2 separate regions of the Rattus norvegicus genome follow, and region 1 is linked to region 2. Evidence: chromatin contacts called from public Hi-C data. All regions are on one chromosome and are shown on one strand. Each heading gives the region's core, a stretch centred on a gene start, on an enhancer-like site or on the middle of the called end of the contact. The rest is flanking DNA. Distances are from core to core; before and after follow the strand shown.

What was found. Hi-C and Micro-C count contacts between places; a contact is called where the count stands out from the background.
Region 1: a contact with region 2 is called in a Hi-C map of kidney, with 4 times the contacts expected there. The contact joins the promoter of mrpl11 here to the promoter of Rce1 in region 2. A contact is called at or near these places in 4 of 12 Hi-C or Micro-C datasets (the A7r5 cell line, frontal cortex, kidney and 1 more).

Annotation. Positions count from the first base shown.
Region 1 is chr1:211,689,956-211,695,650 of GRCr8, reverse strand. mrpl11 (mitochondrial ribosomal protein L11) reads right to left here and starts at 1,844. Exons shown (of 5, transcript NM_001006973.2): 1 at 1,646-1,844; 2 at 1,052-1,147; 3 at 589-682; 4 at 342-501. The coding sequence starts at 1,768.
Region 2 is chr1:211,327,839-211,333,909 of GRCr8, reverse strand. Rce1 (Ras converting CAAX endopeptidase 1) reads left to right here and starts at 2,041. Exons shown (of 8, transcript NM_001100585.1): 1 at 2,041-2,236; 2 at 2,377-2,479; 3 at 2,572-2,655; 4 at 2,893-2,971; 5 at 3,527-3,694; 6 at 3,817-3,888; 7 at 4,153-4,215; 8 at 4,492-5,141. The coding sequence starts at 2,052. The coding sequence ends at 4,727. It overlaps Top6bl (TOP6B like initiator of meiotic double strand breaks), which reads left to right. Exons shown (of 15, transcript NM_001426986.1): 14 at 462-540; 15 at 1,485-1,937. The coding sequence ends at 1,834.

The DNA of each region.
Region 1 (5,695 bases), core at 595-3,094, 360 kb before region 2:
GTTAGCCTAAGCCTCTATGTATGGATCTGTCTCTATTTAGGACTACATATTTCTCCAGAGTGGCCGAGCACCACTGTTCATTCCTGGTTCTGTGCGGTGTCCAGAGCCATGTCTACTACAGAAGAGATACTCATCCAAACGAGATGAGGCTCCATATCCTTCTGCTAGAGTCTGCTAGAAAGCTAGACATGTATGAAAATGTCACAACGAAGTTAATATGCTTAACTAATATATGCTATAAATTTAAAAAAAAAACCTGACTTTTTCATTGCAATAGGCTTTCTCCCAAATCAAGAACTTTCTTGGTTTCCTTTGTACACCATTCCTCTCAAGATACTCACTCTTTCACCACACGAATGCCCAGGGAGCGGGCAGAGCCAATGATGGAACGGACAATAGAAGACAGGGGTACATCTTGCATGGCAAAAGCCTCATCCTTAGCTTTGACACGGGCAATCTCGTATACGTGCTTCAAACTCACCAGACCTGCCACCTCTTTCCCTGGGAAGAAGGAACAGGTCGTCATTCTTCTAGTGCCACTATTTCTCTGGATACATCAGAATCTCAGGTGCCCCCTGTAGCCCTTACCTGTTTGCCGGGCCCCCTTCTCAATCCCAGCAGCTGCCTTCAAAAAGTAGGAAATAGTGGGCTGCCCAATCTTGAGCTCAAATGTTCTGTCGGGCTTAACAGAAAAAGATACATGAGAATTTCTTGGTTTTCTATCTGGTCCAAGACATTTCTAATGTCCCTTAACTTCCCATCAACTTGCATTCCTGCGGTGTTGTCTTTAACACCAGAGAAGGCAGGATGGGCAGATCTACAGTCCACATCCCTGTCATTTTTATTCCTAGCACAATTCTCCTCTGGAACCCCTGTGAGATGAGAGGTCAGAATCACAATATGGCAGGATCAAGCCAGTTCAGAGAAATTATGGTCTAGGCTTCTGTGTAAATGAGAAGTGGAAGTTGGCAACCAAGTTAGGGACAGAGAAGCAACCGGGATGACTAGTTTCAAGTGCCAAGGAAGTATATGGGAGAATTCGTCTCTGTACCTTTATAAAAATTTTTGTAGGCAAGGGAATGCCTTCTTTGATGTCCTTTGTTTTTTCATTGAACTCTTTGCAGAACTGGTTGATAGAGACACCTCGCTATGAGGAAAGCATATACAAAGTTAAGTGTGAGGGGTTGGGGATTTAGCTCAGTGGTAGAGCGCTTGCCTAGCCTAGCAAGCGCAAGGCCCTGGGTTCGGTCCTCAGCTCCGGAAACAAAACAACAAAACAACAAAACAAAACAAAACAAAACAAAACAAGACAAAAAAAAAAAAAAAAAAACAAAGTTAAGTGTGGGAGCTGAAGGCTTCCTATCAACCAGGAGCTCCAGTCCCCCCGTCCCCGCCATCTTCATTTTTTTTGTGTTCCGATATTTCTTCTACCCAGGTTCAACTACGGCTTTGGGTGCCAGGCGATTCGTCCACAAGGTGCCACTTAATCAGCAAGTAGCCAACTTGATGGTCAAAAGAGGCTACGTAAGTAATACAAGAACCTAAGGCCTGAAGGTGTGAATAGCGGAGACAGGTTTATAAAGGAGACCTCCCGGGCTCCAGAGCACTCTCCCACGTCTCCCAAGCCGGCTTCCAGACACCGCACCTGACCCAAAATGGGACCTAATGGAGGCCCAGGGATAGCTTGGCCTGCTCGCACGATGGACCGGATCACGCCGCCGGCCTCGGGCTTCTTGAGGGTCCGAGTGACCCGGCTTAGCTTCGACATGATATAGGATTTTAACCTTAGTCCGCCTCGGAGAAGTCAAGAACTACGATCTGAGCGCTGTCATTTTGGGTCAGAGGTCAAGGGCCCTCGTGTTGGGCTAGGGTAAATGTGGCCAAAAAAGAACAGTCTTGTTTCAGGCATACAGCTCTTCGACTGAAAAACGAGTTACGGAATTTAAAAATGAATTGAACTTTGCGCTCTGAAGTCAGGACAAGAACATATATGGTTTCAGTATACACATTCCTTCAGCAGTGCCCACAGGCATCGCCTTAGACAGCCAAACAGGAGATCAGGACTTTGAGTCTCCGCACAGCATTGTAGGTATTGTAGTATTGTAGTTTTAGCTCTTTATCCTGCGCTTGCTGTTGACTGAGCTCTGGGTTGCCATCTGCTGGACACAGTGATATCTTAGTGTTTGAAATGGAGCAAGTTATTCAAAGGAGTCCCTTGAGTCTTTTGTTTCGTGTGTGTGTGTGTGTGTGTGTGTGTGTGTGTGTGTGTGTGTGTGTGTGTGTGTGTGTGTGTGTGTGTGTGTGTGTGTGTGTGTGTGTGTGTGTGTGTGTGTGTGTGTGTGTGTGTTTTTCATGAAAGGCAATATGATTATAGACGGAAACGAAACGTAGACTGCTGCTCTAGCTATGAACCTGATTTATAGCTAGACAAAAAGTTAGGGCTAGGGTTAGGTTACTGTTTCTGTTAGCTATTTCATGTTGGGCACCACGGATACTATAGGTACCTTTCAGAATCATTGTGACAGCTCAGTAACACACGTTGCTTTAGAACAATACTTGCACCAAGAAGGCATTTACCACTATTTGTACAAAGGGAAGAAATTTTCCCGGCACTTTTGAAACGCAGTCTCTGAACCCTCATTCCAGTCAGACCTAATTTCCCACTAGCTTCTTAGGCATACTTTATCGCTTCCCTTTCTTTCCTTCTTTCTTTCCTTCTTTTTTTTTTAATTTTTTTTATTTATTCATTTATTATATATATAAGTACACTGTAGCTGTCTTCAGATACACCAGAAGAGGGCATCAGATCTCTTTACAGATGGTTGTGAGCCACCATGTGGTTGCTGGGAATTGAACTCATGACCTCTGGAAGAGCAGTCGGGTGCTCTTAACCGCTGAGCCATCTCTCCAGCCCCTCTTTCCTTCTTTCTTTCTTTCTTTCTTTCTTTCTCTCTCTCTTTCTTTTTATTGGAAGCAGATGATTTCATTACTTGCTTTCTAGGGAATGGCATTTGAATCAAGTGGTGTTTGTAGTCTTTGTTCTCACTCCCTTGTGTAGTTAGGCACTTTGGGACATGCATGCAGAAACATGTACATTGCACACACAGGGAAATGGAAAAGGAAAAGAAAACGTGGAGGATTGTGAGAGGTGGCTAAGAGGAAGATGATAGAATCCAGAGAGGTAGGTGTGCTACATAATAGGCTGCCTGGTTGGCTGGAGAAGAATTATGAGGGGGGGCGGCTGGAGAGATGGCTCAGTGGTTAAGAGCACTTTCTGCTCTTCCAGAGGTCCTGAGTTCAATTCCCAGCAACCACATGGTGGCTCACAACCATCTATAATCAGGTCTGGTGCCCTCTTCTGGCCTGCAGGCATACATGCAGGCAGAAAGCTGTAAGATGTATACAAAATAAATAAATGTTTAGAAAGAAAGAAAGAAAGAAAGAAAGAAAGAAAGAAAGACAGAAAGATGATGCATTCTATCACCTTCCTCTAAACCACTTCTCACAATCATCCACGTTTTCTTTTCCTCTTCCATTTCCTTGCTTGCGCAATGTACATGTTTCTGCATGCATGTGGGTGAATGTGTGTAGGTGCATTTGCACATGTGTGCACACACATGTGGAGGGCTGGGGTCGATGTTAAGATCCTCTTCCATCGGGGCTGGAGAGATGGCTCAGTGGTTAAGAGCACCCTACTGTTCTTCCAGAGATCATGAGTTCAATTCCCAACAACCACATGGTGGCTCACAACCATCTGTAAAGAGATCTGATGCCCCCTTCTGGTGTATCTGAAGACAGCTACAGTGTACTTATATATATAATAAATAAAATAATTCTTTAAAAAAAAGGGGGGGGGTTGGGGATTTAGCTCAGTGGTAGAACGCTTGTCTAGCAACCGTAAGGCCCTGGGTTCGGTCCCCAGCTCCGAAAAAAAGAAAAAGGAAAAAAAAAACAAACCAGATCCTCTTCCATTTACTCTTCTTAGGTGGGGGTCTCTTACTCAAACCACGAGCTCACCAGTATGGTTCATCTTGTCAACCAGCTTGCACTGGAGTTCTTTTTTTTTAAATTAATTAATTTATTTAATATATACACTGTCGCTGTCTTCAAACACACCAGAAGAGTGCATCAGATCTCATTACAGATGATTGTGAGCTACCATGTGGTTGCTGGATTTGAACTCAGGACCTCTGAAAGAGCAGTCAGTGCTCTTAACCACTGAGCCAGCCCACTCTGGGGTTCTTATATTGACCTGGAATTACAGGGAAGTCACCATGCCCAAATGGCATTCATCTCGGTTTCTTAAGATCCAGCCTCTGGGGGGCTGGGGATTTAGCTCAGTGGTAGAGCGCTTACCTAGGAAGCGCAAGGCCCTGGGTTCGGTCCCCAGCTCCGAAAAAAAAGAACCAAAAAAAAAAAAAAGATCCAGCCTCTGGGGGCTGGGGATTTAGCTCAGTGGTAGAGCGCTTACCTAGGAAGCGCAAGGCCCTGGATTCGGTCCCCAGCTCCGAAAAAAAGAACCAAAAAAAAAAAAAAAAAAAAAAAAAAATCCAGCCTTTGGCCCTGACTCTTGCAGGAAACACTTCAATCACCAAGCCATCTCTTAATTCCATCCCACTGCCATTTTTAAAATTGTTAGTAGGCTTGAACTTCTCCACAACCTGCTGCAAAGAAGTCGGGTCCTTTGTGTAAGGATCTACAGGCCTCATTTTTATCACCATCTTCTGTGCCCAGTGAAATCCTTGAGCCAGTGCTGTGGTGTTAGAAGGAGTAGTATGCTGCCCTAAGAGACATCCCTGCTAACTGCTTGGTAGAAAAGGGACCCAGCAGCTTCAAGTCCCTGAAACTAAACTTCCCTTGCACCCCCCTGCATAAGTCTGTAAGCTGTGGCAAGAACAACTGACATGCTGGGGTTCTCTGTGGTGCTGTACCAAAAATGAAGTATCAATCCCATCAGAGAACCTTTGTGAAAGAAAGAAGGTAGACCCCATGTTACATGACCTCCTTCTCCTCCTCCTCCTCCTCCTTCTTCATCCTCTCCTCTTCTTCTTTTCTCTTTCTCCTCCTCTTCTTTCTCCTCTTCCTCCTCCTCCTTCTCCTCTTTTCCTCCTCTTCCTCTTCCTCCTCTTCTCCTCCACCTCTTCCTCCCCCAACCCCTTCTTTTTTTTTTTAAGATTTATTTATTTTATATATGTGAGTACACGGTCGCTGTCCTCAGACACACCAGAAGAGGGCATCAGACCCTGTTACAGATGTTTGTGAGCCACCATGTGGTTGCTGGGATTTGAACTCAGGACCTCTGGAAGAGCAGTCAGTGCTCTTAACCGCTGAGCCATCTCAGCCCCCCCTTCTTCTTTTGGCACAGGGTTTCTCTGTGTAGCCCTGGCTATCCTAGGATGGGGCTTTTTAGACCAGGCTGGCACCTAGTTTGACACACTTTTCTAATGAAGCATAAAAGAAATGTCTATTTTCCTCATATGGAGAGGACACCACCACAGCAAAAAAAAAAAAAATTCTGGCAAGTCTAGCTTGAAAATGAATTTCTTGGAGTTACTAATAGGAGTGTGGGGGACTCATGAGCACTTGTACCATTGAAAAGTCTTGGGGCTGGGGATTTAGCTCAGTGGTAGAGCACTTGCCTAGCAAGCACAAGGCCCTGGGTTCGGTCTCCAGCTCCGAAAAAAAGAAAAAAGAA
Region 2 (6,071 bases), core at 792-3,291:
TACATTACATATTGAGTTCCAGACAGCCAGGACTAACTAAAAAGGGACTGGAGAAATGGCTGTGTGTAAGAGGGGCCATGCTGCTATTGGTTTGGTTCCCAGTAATCACACCAAGAAGCTTGTAAAAGTGTAACTCCAATTACAGGGGATCTGACCACCTCTCTTGTAGACATGTAATTCACACAGTTACTCAGATATACATAATAAATCTTGAGTAGAAAGATGGAAATAAACACATAAAATGATGAATAGTGCCATGCTTCAGAGCCCGAGGTTCGGGGGAGAACAGAGAGATATGCTGGGACAGAAGGGGGGTGCTTTGAAAGTTGGGGGCCAAGTAGAGACTGATGAGTTAGGAGAATGAGGGAGTTCCAGGTGAAGAACGTCCCTATAAACCAAACCACATGTCTCACTAAGACACAGACTTCTGAAAATTCACTTGGACTTTCTAATTGTTAAAGCACCTGACTCCAGAGAAAAAGATTTCAGCCCAGAACACCAAAGACCAGCACAAGAATATTGGTCTAGAGTTCCCTGCAGGTAAGTCTCTAGCTTTTGGGGTAAGTCCTGGACTGAAACCAGAGAAATAAAATTCATGGTCTGGAGTGATCCAACTATCCCATTCCACTTCAGCCATGGGGACTGAGGGTCTTGGAGGAGCAGTAGCAGCCCTACTGTAAAGCTGCATGACAGGAGAAAGATGTGCGTTGTACTTAATATGAGCACATTAGCTTTTCCAGAGACAGGTGACTCACTGATATCCCCAGGGCCCTGCCAGGAGGAACCAGCCAAGGCAAGACTGTAAATTTGCCCCTGAGGGGTTGGGGGTGTAGCTCAGTGAGAGTCTTGACTATCAATACCCTGAGTTTGATCCTTCTTCCTGTTTGTTCTTCCGCAAGTTATTACAGATAAGCTAATGGTGGTTCCCAACCTTCCTGATGCTGCCACCCTTTAAATACAGTGCCTCATGTTGTGGTGGTCCCCAACCATAAAATTATCTTCATTGCTACTTAACTGTAATTTTGCCACTGTTATGAACCATAATGTAAGCATCTGATACGCAACCCACAGTTGAAAACCACTGAGCTACAACATGTTCATGAGTGTCTGATCCCAGCACTTGGCTGGAAGAAGCAAGATGATCAGTTTAAGTCTCCCCTGAGTTTCATGAGAGTCTGTCTAAACAACAACAAAAAGCTGCCTCTGTAGCAACTGCCTAGAACAATTCCAGACAGAGACTTAGTTGCTTATTGCCCGAAGGAAAGCTTGGTTTCAGAGAGTAACTTGGCATATATATCACCCAGTCTGTGTGGAAAGTTAGATGCCCTCTATCGTGGGCGCGCTAAGGAAGGTCAGGCACTGAAATGTTTTCATCTGGAAGGATGGAGGGGGAGGGTTAAATTAGAACTATGCCCCTGCCCCAACAGTCTCCGTAGCATTGGCAATCTTCCGGAGCAATATGAAATGGGCTTGTTTTCTCCTAGAATCTAGCGGGCAAGCAGAAAACAAGAGGCTCAAGAGGAGCAGCCCCAACCAGGGCAGGGAAGAATCGCGAACTCTGGGCCCAGCCAGGGACCTGAGCCCGCCAGAATCCGTCACGCGCGACTGCGATCCTACCGAGGCCTCCCTCACTGCTAGAGGATCACAGACCCAAGTGGCCAACGACGGAGTTCAGGCGGCAGACGCAGCGAGCCCTCTGGGCGGCCTGGAGGTACCGCAGGGAGCACAGGGCGGGTGCGGGCCTAAGCTACCGCCGCCGGGCCCTCACCACCGCCTCCGCTGCTCCCGCAGGACTTGTGGCTACAGGAGGTCTCCAACCTGTCCGAGTGGCTGAGTCCGGGACACAGGTCCTAAGCGCCCGCTCCTGAGACTCACAGCAAGGCAAGGAAGCCCGGGACGCGTGTGTTATATATTTCAATAAAGCTGCTCCAAGCACACAGTGTCAACTACAGTGCAAGGGGAGGAGCGTCCGGAGGACCGGACAACTCGCGCCGCCGCCTGACGTCACCCGCGCCGTCGCGTCACTGCTGCGCGCCACGGGTCTGGGCGTGATGGCGGCGCTGGGCGGGGACGGGCTGCGTTTACTGTCGGTATCGCGGCCAGAGCGGCAGCCCGAGTCAGCCGCGTTGAGCAGCCCGGGCCCAGGGCTGTGCTGCTGGGTGTCTGTGTTCTCCTGCTTCAGCCTCGCCTGCTCCTACGTGGGCAGCCTCTACGTGTGGAAGAGCGAGCTGCCCAGGTGCGGGGGATGCGCGCGCGGACGGAATCCGCGCCCTCGTGAGGCGGGGCTGCGGGCGGAGCCTGGGCTGGACGGGGGTGGGGCTGCGTTGGCAAATGGTTGCTACAGGCCCCCCCGGAACTTATTGTCCCTTTTCTTAGGGACCACCCCGCTGTTATCAAGCGGCGTTTCACCAGTGTCCTGGTAGTATCGAGCTTGTCCCCACTTTGCGTGCTGCTCTGGAGGGAACTCACTGGCATCCAGGTGCGAAGGAGGCGGGGCACAGGGCAACTAGGGAAAGAATCCAGATTTTTGTGGGAGGGAACATCACTGATACCCCCTTTCCTGTGGCTCAGCCAGGCACATCACTGCTTACCTTGATGGGCTTCAGGCTGGAGGGCATTTTTCCAGCAGCTCTGCTGCCCCTGCTGCTAACTATGGTGAGTCCTGCTTTAGTTTTCCTACTCTGTTGTCACTAGTGTAATGGCATGTCCGTCTTGTGTCCAGTTTTTGGCAGATGGCAGACAGGAATTATGATGTGGCCCTTGAGCCCCTGGTGTGCATGGCTGAGAAATCCTAGAGCTCAGGAAACCTGAGGTCTCATGAGGGTGACCAAGGGCGCAGGTGTGAGCAAGGTCACTGGATAACGGCTTTCGTTTGATGTTTTTCTCCCCCAGATCCTTTTCCTGGGTCCACTGATGCAGCTCTGTATGGATTGCCCGTGTGACCTGACAGATGGGCTGAAGGTTGTCCTGGGTGAGTCTTCAAGACTGAGCAAAAGGTAGGCACAGGCAGTCCAGAACACTGGGGAAAGGAGTCAGTGAGATGGTGTGATCTGGACTGAAGAGGTGAGATGTCACCTCTCAGGATGTGTTTCCTCATCAGTAAAATGGATTATATTGCTGGGTACCCTGTAAGTTTATGATACTCATGGAGGCCTTTCTAGACTCAAAACAGTACTTGATTGGTTAAATTTGGGTTCCTCTGGAATTGACTGACTTCCTCCTCTACTGCCGCTTTCCCTCACTACTGTCAGTCATCTCAAGACATTGTAATTCGGTCTGATAAGGCTTGTTCCCTTCCCCATTCTGATTCTCAGGATTTCCCAAACTGAGTTTGGTCAGAGTAAATCTGTGGGAGAGGGGGGTTGGGGATTTAGCTCAGTGGTAGAGCGCTTGCCTAGCAACCGCAAGGCCCTGGGTTCGGTCCCCAGCTCCGAAAAAAAGAAAAAGAAAAAAAAATCTGTGGGAGAGGGTCCTAGGGGTCTCTAGTAACTAGGCACTCATTGCTTATCCTGAATATTTATTCTAGCCCCTCGTTCTTGGGCCCGCCGCCTCACAGACATGCGCTGGCTACGAAACCAAGTTATAGCACCCTTGACAGAGGAGCTGGTGTTCCGGGCTTGTATGCTGCCCATGCTAGCACCATGCACAGGTCTGGGCCCTGCTGTGTTCACCTGCCCACTGTTTTTTGGAGTCGGTGAGTCTAACCTGTCCAGCAACAATGTTCCCAGCATGAAGGCTAAAAATGGGGCTTTGGGTGAGGGGGACAGCTAGGTAGAAAGCCAGAGGAATATGATGTGGTTTTCACCTTCCTCCCAGCCCATTTTCACCACATTATTGAGCAGCTGCGCTTCCGCCAAAGCAGTGTGGGAAGTATCTTCTTGTCTGCAGGTGAGGCCTGGAGAGCTGCCCAGGGACAGCCAAGGGTCGGGGTGTTAGGATACCCCTCACAGACACTCCTCAGAAAGGGTTGGAGACAGAACTATAAGTATTGGATGGGGCCCACTGATTATGGAAGGTGGGGTACAGAGAGCAGCCACAGATAACGGGCAGGCAGCCACTGCCAAGGGGAAAGGGTGGTCTCTGACTGTGGGGTGTGCAGTACTGGGGTAGGGTGGGCATGCAGGTGTGGTCACTCGCAGCCTCCGTCTCCAGCGTTCCAGTTCTCCTACACCGCTGTCTTCGGTGCTTATACGGCTTTCCTCTTCATCCGCACAGGTTGGTCCTCGGCCTTTCATGGGTCTCCAGGGGCCCACAGATGTGGGTGGGAGAAGGGGGATACTGTGGACACAACTGTTTCTTCTACTACAGTTCTAGAGACAGGCTAAGCTTTTTAAGATCCGAGAGGTAGAAGCAGAGGTTATAACATGGGGGCAGACCAGTGTGTGGGGTAGGGGGTCATTGAGTTCCTGTTCAGGAGACAAGGGTCACTAACTTTAGAAGGGCTAATGGTGGTGGGGCTGCTTCACATGTTGCACCATCTCCCCTCTCCAGGACACCTGATAGGGCCGGTTCTCTGCCACTCCTTCTGCAACTACATGGGCTTCCCTGCTGTGTGTGCAGCCCTGGAGCATCCACAGAAGTGGCCACTGCTGGCGGGCTATGCCCTTGGTGTGGGACTCTTCCTGCTTCTGCTTCAACCCCTGACAGACCCCAAGCTCTATGGCAGCCTTCCTCTTTGTATGCTTTTGGAACGAACGGGGGCCTCAGAGACCCTACTGTGCTCCTGACCATCACTCTTGTGTGAACTCTGATGGGCTCTCCAGCCCCTTCTTATCAATACTGCGAGAGAGGGGCTGGCTGGGGTCCCCGAGATCTCAGGAATTTTTGTAGGGGATTGAAGCCAGAGCTAGTTGAATCCCAGGGACCAAGAGAAAGGAGCAGATATCCAAAGGGTGCAGCCCCTCGTGATGGGGCGGATGAGCAGCAACTGGAAGTGAGGGGACAAGGGCAAATCCTAGGAGCTGTGCACTCCCTCTTTGGATTGATGCTTCTCTAGCTCCTTTGCGTCTCCCCTTCTCCCTTGAAAAGCTGCTGGGGTGGGTTTATTTATCAAACCCCTCCTCCCAACTTCCCAGGGTTTTCTCATTGTCTTTTTGCATCAAGACTTTGTATTGGGATATTAAAGAGATTTAACTTGGGTAGCATGGTCTTAGATCTTTGGCACTCTGTACTCCGACTTTGGTAAGGACCCAAGGCCACATTTGGAGTATGTACACTGTCCTAACTACCTGGGCAGTTAAGCCTGGTAAGCAGGTCCCAACAGTAGAGGACAGGAAGGGGCCCCTAGCTGCTAAGGCTGAGCTCTGGCGGTTGGGTTAGCAGGGGCCAGGTGGAAGCCCATCTCACTGTGGGGCCTGCACACAGTTACCTAGGCCAGGGACACCTATAGCTTTGGCCCCAGCGATGGAGCTTCCAGCCTGTGCCCCGTAAGCTGGTGGAGGGTGGTAGAGGGTGTTGGAAGGTGGTCCCAGGGCCTCGTTCTACACAAGGACATGGGTCCAAAACCCAAGGGGAAGCTTCTCTCTCAGAGGTAGAGGCTTCTGGTTCTATATGGACTGCTACCCTCTGCCTCACCCAGTCCCTGGAGGAACCCAGGACAAAGGTCACAGCCCTGAAAGTAGCAAGGACTCTACCAAGTAACTTCACTCTTACCTGCTCACCACACTTCTAGAACGGTTTGTTTTCCTTTGCCTTTTGAAAAATGTGACTATCCTCTTAAGTCTCCTACATTTAAGGCTGTTCTGAAACCTGCTCCCTGAAGCTGGTCAGTGAGCAAATGGACATGTGTCATTTACTAGTGACACTACCCCCAAGGTTAGCTGTGACATAACTCACGAGGTTATAACAAAGTATCATAGTCATACACTGCCTCCCTGGGAACTCTTGTCTCCTCACCTGTGTGGAAGCTGGTGGTTGAGAGGTGAGGGGCCGGTACGCAGTGGCCTGCTCTAACAAGTCTCCTGAGAACACTAGGCAGACAGGCTTGTGGGTGTCTACTTTACCGAGCTCTAGAGAGTTTAAAGAAAAAAAAGCAGATCTGACCTAGATCCCATGAGAGTTTGAGAGAAAGA